2 separate regions of the Triticum aestivum genome follow, and region 2 is linked to region 1. A link is a contact called in public Hi-C data. All regions are on one chromosome and are shown on one strand. The core of a region is the stretch at or near the end of the contact, and the rest is flanking DNA. Distances in the headings are between cores, read along the strand shown.

What was found. Hi-C and Micro-C count contacts between places; a contact is called where the count stands out from the background.
Region 2: a Hi-C map of leaf shows a contact between it and region 1, with 8 times the contacts expected there. The contact joins the promoter of LOC123103026 here to the promoter of LOC123103025 in region 1. A contact is called at or near these places in 3 of 5 Hi-C or Micro-C datasets (all in leaf).

What each region holds. Positions count from the first base shown.
Region 1 is chr5A:295,857,325-295,860,189 of IWGSC CS RefSeq v2.1, reverse strand. LOC123103025 (pyruvate kinase 1, cytosolic) reads right to left here and starts at 1,424. Exons shown (of 16, transcript XM_044524511.1): 1 at 1,121-1,424; 2 at 888-984; 3 at 678-775; 4 at 365-520; 5 at 104-181. The coding sequence starts at 1,189.
Region 2 is chr5A:296,266,560-296,269,424 of IWGSC CS RefSeq v2.1, reverse strand. LOC123103026 (2-isopropylmalate synthase A) reads right to left here and starts at 1,456. Exons shown (of 12, transcript XM_044524512.1): 1 at 648-1,456; 2 at 1-106. The coding sequence starts at 1,348.

The DNA.
Region 1 (2,865 bases), core at 175-2,674:
TGAGAGTTTTGGTATCAGGAAGCACTAAGAAAGATCATGCAACATGCATATAACACATCAAATATGACAAAACGCTTAATTGTAGCATGTCAAAGATTTCTACCTCCAGCCAAACTGATGTAGTCTCACTGCCCGTGAACAAATATTGCCCAACGAATATTGTGGCTCCGGGCTTCACAGCCTGCAAAGAACAAATGATAGCTCTGATTTTATCCATGCGGAGATACAAGTGGACATCTTAATGCGACAACAAATGACAAACATTATAAAACAGACAAACAACTGTGGATCTGCTTACAGCTACCGTCGCATACAATTAAATACAGACAGCTCAAGATTCGGCGAGATGATAGAAGAGGGTTACCTTGGCGAGTCCAGCGAAGTTGATAGGGAGCAACTTGGAAGAGGCCTCCTGGCCCTGGTGAGGGGTGAGAACAACAGACTCGTTCTCTTCAAGCGAGATTGTGACTTCACTCTTGTTCACCACTTGCAACTCAGGGCCAACAGTGTCGAGCATAACCTGTCCAAAAAAATACCCAATCGTCAAGCTCCACAGAACATATTTCACCTAGCTAACATCAGATCCACTCTGAGTGGCATGTTTGGGTGTGTGTATGCAAAGTTGATTTCATCACGACTTATGGCCACAAATCAGCGTTGGTTGTGACAGCACTTACAGCACATAGCTTCTTGGTGGCCTTGATGGCGAGCTTGAGGTTCTCGAGTGTCTCCTGGTGGTACGCGGCATCCCCCCACGAGAAATCGAAACGGGCCACTGCAAGAAAAGAAAACACAGAAAATCAATGTTAGATTTAGAAAAGAGAAAAACAATTAATTAAGAGAGAAAGACACTCCGCTGTCGCGGAAGAAGATACGATTATACGAACCAGACATGCCGGCCTTTAGACAGGCGGAGATGGCCTCAACGGACCGGGACTTCGGACCCAGCGTCCCCACAATCTTCGTCATCGCCGGGAAGAAGTTCTGATTTACAAATAAAACATCATTAAGGTTTGATCCAACGCCGATCAGGAGAGTCGAGCGGCCGCAATTAGGGTTTGATCCCCACGCAGATCATCAAATCCGACGGAGAGAGCGTGGGGCGGGGATGGACGCTTACCGGCTTGGATGGCTCGAGGATGGAGACCATCCGGATGGGCTCCTCGAGGAGCAGATTGGTGGAATGCATCTTCGCTGGCTCCTGAGATCAGATCGGCGGCGAGGGGCGACGGCGTCGGGAGGCGGGGGCGCTCGCCCTCTCTTCTTCTTCTTCTTCTTCTTCTTCCCCAAGCAAGGGAGAGAAAGAGGAATGTTCGAGACCTAGTGCGATGCGGTGCGGGATGCTCCTCCTCCTCCCCTCCTTTCCTGTCTTTTTATTAACCCCGCGACCTCGAGCCAGGAGGCGGCATCTGGCTTCCGGTGGGCCGAAGAGGTGGTACAGCGACACGCGGGTTTTGACGGCCGCTGCCTGTTTTTTCTACTGCGATGGGCCGGACACCGGAGCGGGCCGACCCGGACCGGGCGGAAAGAAAGAGCGGGGGCAAAATCATTGACTTTTCGAACAAGTTTTGACTCCTTTCTCATTCTCTTCCGCTGCAGGTCGCGTGGGTGGGACCGTTGTTCTCGTTGTTTGTTTCTTGGAGAACAATGTTTATGACCGTAGATAGCGACCATTTCTTGCGACTTAATATTGCCTCAGGATCCCAAGTTTGTCTTTCCATATCGAGTAAAATATATCAGCATCACTGTAGTTGTCTCGCCATAATTTTACGTAGGGGTCGTACCCCTTGGCCGCTTGGGGTTACTCGTGCCTCCCGGTCGGTGCCGTAGTTTGCTCACCTCGTCTCGTGTCCTTTTAGGGCTACGGAGGCGTGCTACATTTCGGCCCTTGTCAATGAGTGGGATTTATTTTTAAAGTTTGTGTACTGCTTAGATAGACGAGACGATGGTGGCGGTTCTTTAAAGATGAAATAATATTCTCCCCACCTAACACCTTTCTAGATTAGAGGCTAGAGGCCCACTCGTTTGTCATGCAGACTACTCGCTGCCGCTCGACCTGTCTATCTAAAGTAAAGAAGAAGCAAAACACATATTCCTAAAAAGAGACGTGGTGCTCTAGTTGATCCCCTCATCATCGAGGTGTTGCAATGCTATACTTGCGCAAGGAGCACCGAGGGGGGGGGGCTCATTGAAGACTACATCATTTGGATGTGTTCATGGTGCCCACTGACGAGGATGATACCACTCCATGCATCCTTGGGCGTCTGCTTATCTATGTACCCTTGAAAGACCATCATTCTACTAAGCCTGAAGTGTGACCACCAGTATAAAGATCATATCTATAAGTTTCGTACATGTTTCTTTATCAATACACAATCTCTACTATTAAAAGGGTGTTGGTAGTTTCGCCTCACCTCCTCCCTTAGGTTTTTCCTCCTCACACCCTCCTCTGCCTCTTTGATTTTCTGTTGCTTTTTTAGTCTCAACCAATGCACACAGAATTAAAGCAACATAAATAGAATAACTTTTCTAAAAACCATGTCCTACATTAACTCAATAAAATCAAATCAGATCTCAACAAAATCATAAGTTTTCTTGCCTTTCCATATCCATACCCAAATCAAATCGAATCTTATCAGAATCTCAACTAATCAAATTTTGGCTTGTCTTTCGCTATCCATACTCAAATCAAATTAAATCTTACCAAAATATAGAATATGATGGATGTAAGGTATTTGTCGGACAATATTGATGTTAAACCGCAAGAATATGTATGTGTTGGAAATATGCCCTAGAGGCAATAATAAAATGATTATTATATTTCCTTGCTCATGATAATTGTCTATTATTCATGCTATAATTGTA
Region 2 (2,865 bases), core at 207-2,706, 410 kb before region 1:
GAATTCATGAGGGAGAGTGTACCCAACAGTGTCTGGGATGTTGAGAGTTGTCGCTCCAGCTTTTATTACTTCGTCTAGGATATGATACAGGAACTCTCGATTTGACCTGGATGACAAAGTGAAACCTATCATTCCACTGCCTTACACTTGTTCCATATAAAAAAATGTAAAAAGCAAGGTAGATCAGCATGGCTTAACAAGAATTGGCCAAGCTAAAATAATTCAAATACGCATGTTGTGCAAGCTTAAGTTCAATACGACCAAAAAATTTGGGTAGCCACCAACTACCACCTGTTTCTAATTTGCTAACAACCTTTTTTAGGATTATCACATCATTAGTCATCTTTTTCCGAGATATACTCCTCCTTTCAGAGCCATGGTAACCTTTGTACTTTGTAGTAAGCATGAACAAAATTTGCTTCAACCTCAACTCTGCGTCACTAAAATTTGGCCTCTTTGATTCAACATTATAGATAGGTATAGTTGATTTTGAGACAACACAGCATGTGAAATAGCATTTCGGAAACAGATTTCTCTAGATACAAAAATGCTGGACCTATTTTACAGCCATAACTAGAAAACTGGGCCTACAGAGAAACCAAATTTGTATTTATATATTTTTTTAATGAGAAAAGTTTGAATTGTACCTGCCGGCGTCCTCGGGGCTGAACTCGACATCGGGGCATCCAAGACCGCGCGCATAAGCAACCATCTCCCTTGCGATGGCCACCACCTGGTCGGGCGTCTTCCGCAGCTTGTGCTGCATGTGGATCTCGCTGGTAGCAATGAAGGTGTGGATGCGCGGCTTCCGTGCGTGGCGCACGGCCTCCCAGGCGGCGTCAATGTCCCTCTTGTTGCACCGCGAGAGGCCGCAGATGACGGGCACATGGCCATCCTCGCCGACGGGTGTGTTCCCCACCTCGATGGCGATGGATCGCACGGCATCAAGGTCATCCGGCGAGGACGCCGGGAAGCCCGCCTCGATGATGTCGACGCCGAGGCGGGCGAGCTGGCGCGCGACGACGAGCTTCTCCGCGCTGGTCATGGTGGCCCCCGGGGATTGCTCCCCGTCGCGGAGCGTGGTGTCGAAGATGCGAACGTAGTTGGGGTCGTCGATTCGGTCCGGTACGTACTCCGGCCGCCGCGGTGCCGCCAGGCACGCACGGACGGGGCGGAGTACGGCGGAGCGGGAGGCCCTAGGGTTCGCGGCGACGGCGGCGAGGCCATGGGAGAAGCGGCGGGGCTTGGCGGCGGGGAGGACGGAGAGGGCAGCGCGCCTGGCGAGGGGGGTGGAGGGGGCGGGGTTTAGGGAGGAGCAGCAGTAGGGTTTAGCGGAGGAGGACGCCATGGTCGGCGGCGGGGGTTTAGGGGGGGAAGCGGTGGAGATGCGGCGGTGTGGCGGCTGAGCTGGAGCCCGGAACCTGGATGACTATGCGAATGCGATGCAACAGGAGGTGTCAACCGGAGGAGGTTTTATGCTTATCCGGGCTGTGTATGATTCAGCTTTCGTAGCGGGCACGAACACGATTTGTGCGTGGTCCGCACTTGCCACTTGTGGTTTACTTCAACAACTTTGACACTCCCAAACGCTACTCCAATTTTGTCCCAAGTTCAGTTGGAATATGGCCAAAGTTCTCCCGTGAACTATACGTACTATACAGAGAGGAGAAAGGACGATCGCTGAGGCTTGATGTTAGGAGCCCTCCTAGCATGTACGCACATGGGCTTGCCCACTGGGCCGCTCATGGACCTGGCCTGCCCGCTACCCCATCGCTGCAGCTACAAGTACCAGATCCAAGGCAAGGAGCAAAACATCCAGTGGATCATGGCAACGGCACCAGGCGGCTCCCTTCTCCTACCTCGCGCTCCCTTCCTCCTTTTCTTCTTGTATCCGTTACCTGTACCTTGAATTGAAGCTTGTATCCCCTTATAAGCGAGCAATAGATCAAGAGAGAGACTAGTGGTACCTTACATCTGGTATACAGAGCCAGGCCATCACCCTTCTCCCTCAAATTTCCCCTAATTTTTCTACCACTCCCAATCCCTTCAATTCCACCGGCGAGGACGCCATGCCCACCGTCAAACCACCAGAGTGGGATGTCATGTCTGCCAAGGAGCAGTTATTGTGGTATCTCGAGAGATTATGCGCTCAGGCGAAGGAGGTGAGCTCAGTGTTGGGGATTGCACGGGTGGGTGACCCTCCCTTGGTCACCCCGCTTGTCGATCCGGCGGCCTTAACCACGACGCATGCCTCGTCGGCGCCCGTCCCCGACGTCCCCAGCTCCACCACCAAGGCCCAGGAGATCCACACGGTCGCCCATGATTCAGCCCCGGTGTGCATCGCGATGGTGCTCGTCACCTGTTTGACGGAGTGCTCGACCCAGGTCAAACACCATCAACATCGTCGACGAGGTCCATGACGCCACCACCGCTGTCCACCTCGAGCCCACAGTCGACCGCATCAACCAAGCAGCTGAGCAACTCACTCCAGTGCAGGCAACGGTCTCTAATGCTAAGGTCGTTTCTTCCGTGATGACCACCACCGATGTCGACCCCAAGGTCGGGTGCAGGAGCTCGATGCCCTCTCTGTCAACACCTCCACGCAAGTGATGAGCAAGCCGGATCACGGCGTCGTCCTCATCATCCCCAGCGAGTTCTCTACACCGATGCTGACCATGTGTTTGACAGATTACATCGTCCATGGCGACGACCCGGTGCAGCAAACTGCACACACAGAGCAGCAACCATAGCCACCACCTGTGCGAGTGAGGACCAGATACATTAGACACATGTTCAGGCCCGAGCCATGGTTGTCTTTCAAGTTTCATTCAGATACAAGCTATCAGGAGGAGCCATGTACAGGTA